Regions from separate parts of the Mus musculus genome. Here region 1 is linked to region 2. The links are chromatin contacts, called in public Hi-C maps. All regions are on one chromosome and are shown on one strand. Each heading gives the region's core, a stretch centred on a gene start, on an enhancer-like site or on the middle of the called end of the contact. The rest is flanking DNA. Distances are from core to core; before and after follow the strand shown. Region 1 has its middle 45 kb from the start of Gm23176. Region 2 has its middle 180 kb from the start of Cep162.

Evidence for each region. A called contact is a pair of places that touch in the nucleus more often than the background predicts.
Region 1: a contact with region 2 is called in a Hi-C map of embryonic fibroblasts, with 4 times the contacts expected there. The contact joins two enhancer-like sites. A contact is called at or near these places in 1 of 15 datasets of contacts at CTCF or cohesin (the NIH/3T3 cell line), 20 of 484 Hi-C or Micro-C datasets (the STO cell line, cardiomyocytes, cerebellum and 11 more) and 1 of 9 other capture datasets (embryonic tail).

Annotation. Positions count from the first base shown.
Region 1 is chr9:88,064,574-88,068,213 of GRCm38.p6, reverse strand. No RefSeq gene overlaps it. Among named protein-coding and RNA genes, the nearest start is that of Gm23176, 45 kb to the right of the region's middle. Within about 2 kb of position 2,138, at least 20 of the 459 cell types and tissues checked have an H3K27ac peak or open chromatin away from gene starts, as enhancers often do. A contact at or near this core is called in embryonic fibroblasts, where this site is marked.
Region 2 is chr9:87,433,100-87,436,697 of GRCm38.p6, reverse strand. No RefSeq gene overlaps it. Among named protein-coding and RNA genes, the nearest start is that of Cep162, 180 kb to the right of the region's middle. Within about 2 kb of position 1,652, at least 2 of the 459 cell types and tissues checked have an H3K27ac peak or open chromatin away from gene starts, as enhancers often do. A contact at or near this core is called in embryonic fibroblasts, where this site is marked.

The DNA of each region.
Region 1 (3,640 bases), core at 889-3,388, 630 kb before region 2:
TTTCATTTAACAACTGCTTTTCTTTAAGCCCAGCAAGATTGGATATAATGACCTTATCTCCTTACAAGCAGCCAAAAATTATTAAAAATCATGTCCATTATCATTCTTTTAAGTCTAAAAACAGCCAGACTTAAAAAGAAGTCTAAATCTAGCCAGTCATGATTGTGTCCACTGATTGTAATTCCATCATTGGGAGGCAGTATAGGGGAAGGGCCACAAATTTGAAGCCATTCTGGTTTGCAGAGTGAGTTGCAAACTGTATCTCAGAAAAAGCCCAACCCCTCTCAAAACAAAAACCAACCAACCAAAAACAAACAAACCCCCAAAAAACAAAAAACAAAAAACCCAAAAAACAAAAAACAAACAAACAACCCCCCCAAAAAAAAAACCAAACAACTCCCAAAATCTAAATTAATAATATATGTATACATCCTTTTGAAAATGGAACATGAGCATCACAATTTCACTGTTTTTCAATAGCAATAATTACTCCTTGAATGAACTTCATTGGTTGCAGTATTGCCAGTATTTAAAGTAAGATTTAACTAAAAATATAAATAAAGGGAACAGTAATAATGTTGAAAGCACAGATATCTCATTATTATGGAATTATGTTCTTATTAAAACCTCCAGTTTCAGTACCATATCCTGTCACTACTGTTCAGTCACTTAAAATTGGTTTGAAAGACGAAGAGTCCTAAGTCTTAAACAGGCCCTGAAGCGCTGTAAGGAAGTCAAGCACAGCGTTTAAGCAGCATTTCCTGCACTGCGGGCAGGATCTGAAAAATTATAAGATCTCAGTCACAGCTATACTTCTCTTGAGGATCACAACTGGAGTTTTGTAGTCACGTGCATGACCACGTATTTATAAAGTCACCGCTGAGATTTTGAAAGAAGATCTCAGCTTTTAAAACCTCTTCTAATAACACGAGCAGGGGGCAGTCGAAGTAATTCGATATTTGACATCATTTACTTTTTTTCCCTTTCCTCTTGCCATTCAAGTGCTGAGTCACTGTTCCTCTCTAAAATTGAAGATACAAAAATAAACACCCTTATTGGCATAGCAAGCTCAGTTTAATGTTATAAGAAAATGAAAGGCTACTGTCTATAGTTGAAGATTGCCCAGTTTATTTTGTAAAAATTGGTGCTTGAGAGATAAATCACTATTCTCAAAGTAAATATAGCTTATTGTTTTTCTTAATCAATACTATTTTAAAATATAGTAACATTTGTTTAGGCAATATTTGCTTAAGGACATTTTCTTTTCTCTTCTCTCTTTCTTTCTTTTTTCTTTCTTTTCTTTCTTTCTTTCTTTCTTTCTTTCTTTCTTTCTTTCTTTCTTTCTTTCTTTCTTTCTTTCTTTCTTTCTGACACAGTTTCTCCCTGACTGTTCTGGAACTTGCTCTATAGACAAGTTTGGCCCTGAACTCACAGAGCTCTGCTTGCCTCCACCTCCTGAGTGCTGGCATTAAAGGTATATACCATCACTGCCTGGCATCATTTTTTCTTTATAAAATCACTTCCAAGTGGAATTTTTTTTGGTTGCATTAATCTTTTAAAAACTATTTATTGTTAGTGTGTGTGTGTGTGTGTGTGTGTGTGTGTGTGTACTCCTGTGTGTGTGTGTTCCTGTGTGTGCACCCACATGTGAAAGGTCAGAGGACAGCTCATAGTGGCTGACTCTTTCTTTCCCCTATAGGTTCTGGTTCTGTTATTAAATTCAAGTCATCAGGCTAGCAATAAAAGTTCCTTTACTTCCTGAGAAGGTCACTGGTACCATTACATTCATCTTGAAAATATAAGGTTAGGTCATGGGTTGGTACTACAGTTGGAAGGTGGTCATTCATTTGTTCTTTCTTTCACCCACTCATCCCATAAAGATTAGATAGACTACTTAACAATAGGCACCTCTAGGTCCCAAAGACTTAGCAACACAAACTTACCCTGAACAGAGGACTACTTGCGGAAAGAGGGAGGAAGTGTGACTCAGTCAGTTATTTTATGTCTTTATACCGTGAGAGGGGACCTAGAAGAAAATAATCTACAAGTAACTCAGATTTGGATATGGATAAGATGGTATGCTCGAATGTTTGGCTTTTTACCCCGCTGATGTGTCTCTGAGTTTCCCTCGTGTGTCTCTGCCGACCATTCCTTCTCCAGTTCTCACAGCACATGAATCATGTCCAACATGCCCACAGCCCACACTCTCCTGTCACTGTTGCTGAAATCCAACCGTTGTCACAACACAGCTTTTCCATCTCTAGCTCTGCTTTGGTCTGAAGAAAACACAATTCCCACAGAGAGGTGGATCTACTCTCTATGACCTCCCTTGCAAGGTCTGTGTTGTGTTTCACGTCTAAAGAGGACTTTGGGAACAAGTAGACAGTGGAGGAACAGCTCAATGTCCCTTCAGAAGCTCCTTACCTCGGCCTTCAGGACCAGGAAGACTGTGGGCCCCTCCCTTTTGCCCCACACCAGCAGTCCTTGCCAGGAAGCCAACTCACCTCCCAGCACCCTAGTCAGTGACTGTTGGCAGCTACAGGGCGAGGTGTCACTGACTGATGCATAATTATGGTGGACAGAAAAATGTAGACGTGTTAGCAAAGTCAATATTAAGGAGGCCTCTGTCTTCCCAAATACTGTAAGTGAAAGATATTTCTAGGGCATAGCCAATTACATTCTCTGCTTTTATGACCAGTCACAAATGTATTTTTTATTAGCTGGTGTGTTCAATGTTTTGAATGCACAGCCCTTATTTCAATCTCGTTTTAGTTTGTGGTAAGTGTGGAAGGGTTTTTTTGCTGACTTGAAATAGTGAAGCTGCTCTCCTTGAGCTGAGCGGAGGCCTGGAGCCCTGAGTGTTTTATTCCACAGCCTTCTGTGATTCTTGCCTGTAAATTAGTCTCTGAAGTGGTGTTTATTGCTGAACCAAGAGGTTAAGACAGCCTAATTATATGTTTGTGCAGGAGAAAACACCATGCCCCACCGTGAGCAATTATCCTGTCCCCCTTTCACAGTTTAATTTGGCTCCAGCTAAGAAGAATGAGGAGATGGCCTGTCTTCACCACAAACTTAGCTACCATGCATTTTCAGTGTTAATTAGAAATTCCGTTCACTGGGAAAGTAACTTTATAGAGTCACCCAGCTTCCAGTCAAGTGGAGGGCATCTGGTGAGGCGACTTCAAGTGTCTTTGTGGATCAGCTCTCTAATTCCACTCATGGGGCAACATGTGGGTGGGACCCTCACACATCACTCCTAGCTTCCTTTAGCGATGCCATTTTCTTGTTCTTTTTATTTTTACACACTCAGAGCAATGAAAGCAAACACAGCAGAGACTGGTAGGAATCTGGGGTGTTGTGCACAGTATTTGTTTTAAAGGAAAATCCTGATTTTTCCCCCCAAGGGACTTTTTCTTATGTAAGTAGGATGCAGCCAATAAAAACCAGAACGAGAGCAACAGGTCAATGTCTTTAAAGTTGGTCATAAAATGTATCACAACAAAGAATCCTTAGGGTAGAGATTGCATGCAGGAGTATATGTCTTTGTTCTTGGACGCTTCTCTGTCACAAGGGCAGCATATTTCTGTTTCTCTTCAAAAGACATGGGCTCATATTTTCATGCACAGGCATATGCTAAGGC
Region 2 (3,598 bases), core at 403-2,902:
CCCAAACTTATGGGACACAATGAAAGCATTCCTAAGAGGGAAACTCATAGCTCTGAGTGCCTCCAAAAAGAAACTAGAGAGAGCACACATTAGCAGCTTGACAACACACCTAAAATGTCTAGAAGAAAAGGAAGCAAATTCACCTAAGAGGAGTAGAAGGCAGGAAATAATCAAACTCAGGGGTGAAATCAACCAAGTGGAAACAAGAAGAACTGTTCAAAGAATCAACCAATCAAGGAGCTGGTTATTTGAGAAAATCAACAAGATAGATAAACCCTTAGCCAGACTCACTAGAGGGCACAGGGAAAGCATCCTAATTAACAAAATCAGAGATGAAAAGGGAGGCATAACAATAGATCCTGAGGAAATCCAAAACACCATCAGATCCTTCTACAAAAGGCTGTACTCAACAAAACTGGAAAACCTGGACGAAATGGACAAATTTCTGGACAGATACCAGGTACCAAAGTTGAATCAGGATCAAGTTGACCATCTAAACAGTCCCATATCCCCTAAGGAAATAGAAGCGGTTATTAATAGTCTCCCAGCCAAAAAAAAGCCCAGGACCAGACGGGTTTAGTGCAGAGTTCTATCAGACCTTCAAAGAAGATCTAATTCCAGTTCTTCACAAACTATTCCACAAGATAGAAGTAGAAGGTACTCTACCCAACTCATTTTATAAAGCCACTATTACTCTGATACCTAAACCACAAAAAGACCCAACAAAGATAGAGAACTTCAGACCAATTTCCCTTATGAATATCGATGCAAAAATCCTCAATAAAGTTCTTGCTAACCGAATCCAAGAACACATCAAAACAATCATCCATCCTGACCAAGTAGGTTTCATCCCAGGGATGCAGGGATGGTTCAATATACGGAAATCCATCAATGTAATCCAGTATATAAACAAACTCATAGATGCTAACTTCTAAACAGAATCCTTTCAAATATCAAGGCTTTGACTGAGAAACAGTCTTCCATGAGATTTCCCCAAGACCCTCAGGAAGAAAGGTCATTTCAAAGAAAAGCCAGCATGTTAGTTTCTATGGTGATTCTACCTCTAGGTCAGCAATCCCCTTGGGAAGTAGTGTGGTTTCTGTAGAACCTCTAAAGTCATAGGAAAGGAGGGTTTCTGGGATCTCATCTTCCACTGGAAGTGGCTAGGTGATCAGATATCTGACTGCCCACATACTTCTGGGAAGTTTCTTCCAGGCAGGGATGTACTGGATGTAACTGTCCACAAGCTTCAGCTTGGATTCAAGTGTAGCTTTAGGGACACAAATAAGCAAAGCTAGTCCCGTGGCTTTTTCACCAGGCCAATGGAGTATCCTAGACTCCAGCCAGTGGCTCAGTTCACCAGGGTGCTGTTCTGCCCTTGCTGGGGTCATTTATATATCATTGTTAAGTGACCATTTGAACATTGATTGAAAATCTGCCCATGCCAGGCATTACACCACATTCTGAAAAATAAGAGGCAGACCACAGGGAACAGGGCTAAGAGCAAAGGAAATAGAGAAGGAACTTAAAAACATACAGGAGGGGAAGTAGGGAGAAGTACATTTCTTCTAATAAAACACAACAAGGCTGACTAGACCGAGGACTGGTAATTCATCTTCCTATTAGCATTGCTAAGCCCCTGGGCCAGCCTCTGTGTGACTACCTTGTGAGCAATGAGGCATGAATGCAGGGTATGCACTGTTGGGTGGGTCTCTATCACACTTTCATTTGGGAAGCAGCAATCTCAGTCTGGACAAAGCACACTTGCTCCAAGGTAAATGGGTTTCCTTATCCAAAAGTGAGGAGAGGGCCATGCTGGGAACTGTAAATTTAGGACATGATACCCAAATAAGTGAGGATAGAGGCCTGCTTTGGAACTAATTTACTCTCTGGTTCTCAAGTACTAGAGACTGAGGGAACCAAGAAAATGGCAACTGAACCTCAAGCAATGGCAAAATTGATAAAGCAGATGTTCAAAAGATATTAGTGTGTGGCAGAAGACCATAGCAGCTATCCCATTGGAATCCCATAGGAAACTAGTTTAGCAAGTTGACCCTCTCAGATTCTTGGTCCAACATCCCTACTTTGCTATAGCCCTGAACTTCTGCTATGGTCCTTATCCAATCCTAACTTCCACCTCCCACACTAGAAGTCTTATCTTAATTATGACTTCAAAATGTCTACGAAGTGCCTACTGTTGGCCTGGGGAGATGCTGGAGAAAGTGAGGATGCTACTCTGACATGGTAAACAAGGAACTGACTTCTCTGTTCACTGAGTGCCAGTCTAGCCATCTGGGAAGCCCTTCCTCAACAGTTCTTTAGATGAGAAATGGGCAGGAGATAACTGGACTGCGTCTTCTTGGCTAGGGGATGAGCGTTCATGTGACGGCATCAGCTTTCTCCAGACACATTTTTAAGAACAGAATGCTGGAGATTTGAGTTCTGAGTAGGGATATCCAACCCTCTGAGATTATGGTACAACACAATCATCTATAAATGAGTCAGGAAGAACTTATATCCTTCCTGGGACAGATGTGGCCCATAAGCCATAGGCTGAGCATACCTAGTAGAAGTTCCTAAATAAGTATATATACTCTACATATGAGAAAAATGAGGTTGAGCAATATAGAAGGTATATTACAAATGAACAGATAGAAGGGTAGAGCCTACTATGCTTCTACTATTGGAATTTGTGGAACTGTGGGCCCTGCCTCTCCCCTAGGTATGAACCCCTCCTCTGCAGGGAATGCTAAAGCAGAGAAAGTCCTTTACCCACTCGTGTGATGCTTAGGGCTGTGTCAGAGATCCTTCTAAACCTAAACCAGAGAAGCCTATTCAAGCAAGAGTCCATCGGTAGCTGAGCACCACTGTCCTTCCCTTCTTCCTCCTTCCTTTCTGCCCATCCTCCTTCTCTTCCTCCTGTCTTCCTCTTCTACATTTGTCTATTGTTTTCTCTCTCACACTTTGCTTTCACTCATTGCAGTCCAGTTGGAGGCTGATCTTGCACCCATCATTACACCAGCATCTTTGTGGCAGCATCTTTGTTTGATTTTGATTCCTGAGAATAACTTAATTCATTTTTTATTTTCATCTTTTCTATTTTCCTTCCATCTTGCTTTGCTTCTACCCTCCCTTTCCTGCCCCTTTCCCTTCCTCTTCTCTTTTCTGCCTTCTTTCTTCCTCTCTTCTTTTTCATCTCCTCCCTCCCTTCCCTGTCTCCCTATTTCTCCTCCCCCTCCCTCCGGACATTTTTGTTCAATCACCAAGACTACATTTTCCTCTTGGTCTATTTCTTGGTTTTCTCACTTCCTGGTTATTTTCCTGGAAGCCTATGAGCTCGGTTTCTCTCTGTGTCTCTCTGCCTCACAGGACTGAACACACAGCTGGTGTTCAACAAATGCTCCCTGAATCAGATCAGGACATGTGGACTTGTGCTTGTCTGGGTCAACACATGTGCCCACTGCCCATTGACCCATGTGGCCCTCTGACCCACATAGACAGATACTGTAACAATAGCTAATAGCTAATGAAAATTAAGGTACTGGATATGGTCCTAAGAGCCAAGCCTGAGGTTGGAATGACCTCATTCCAAAAAACA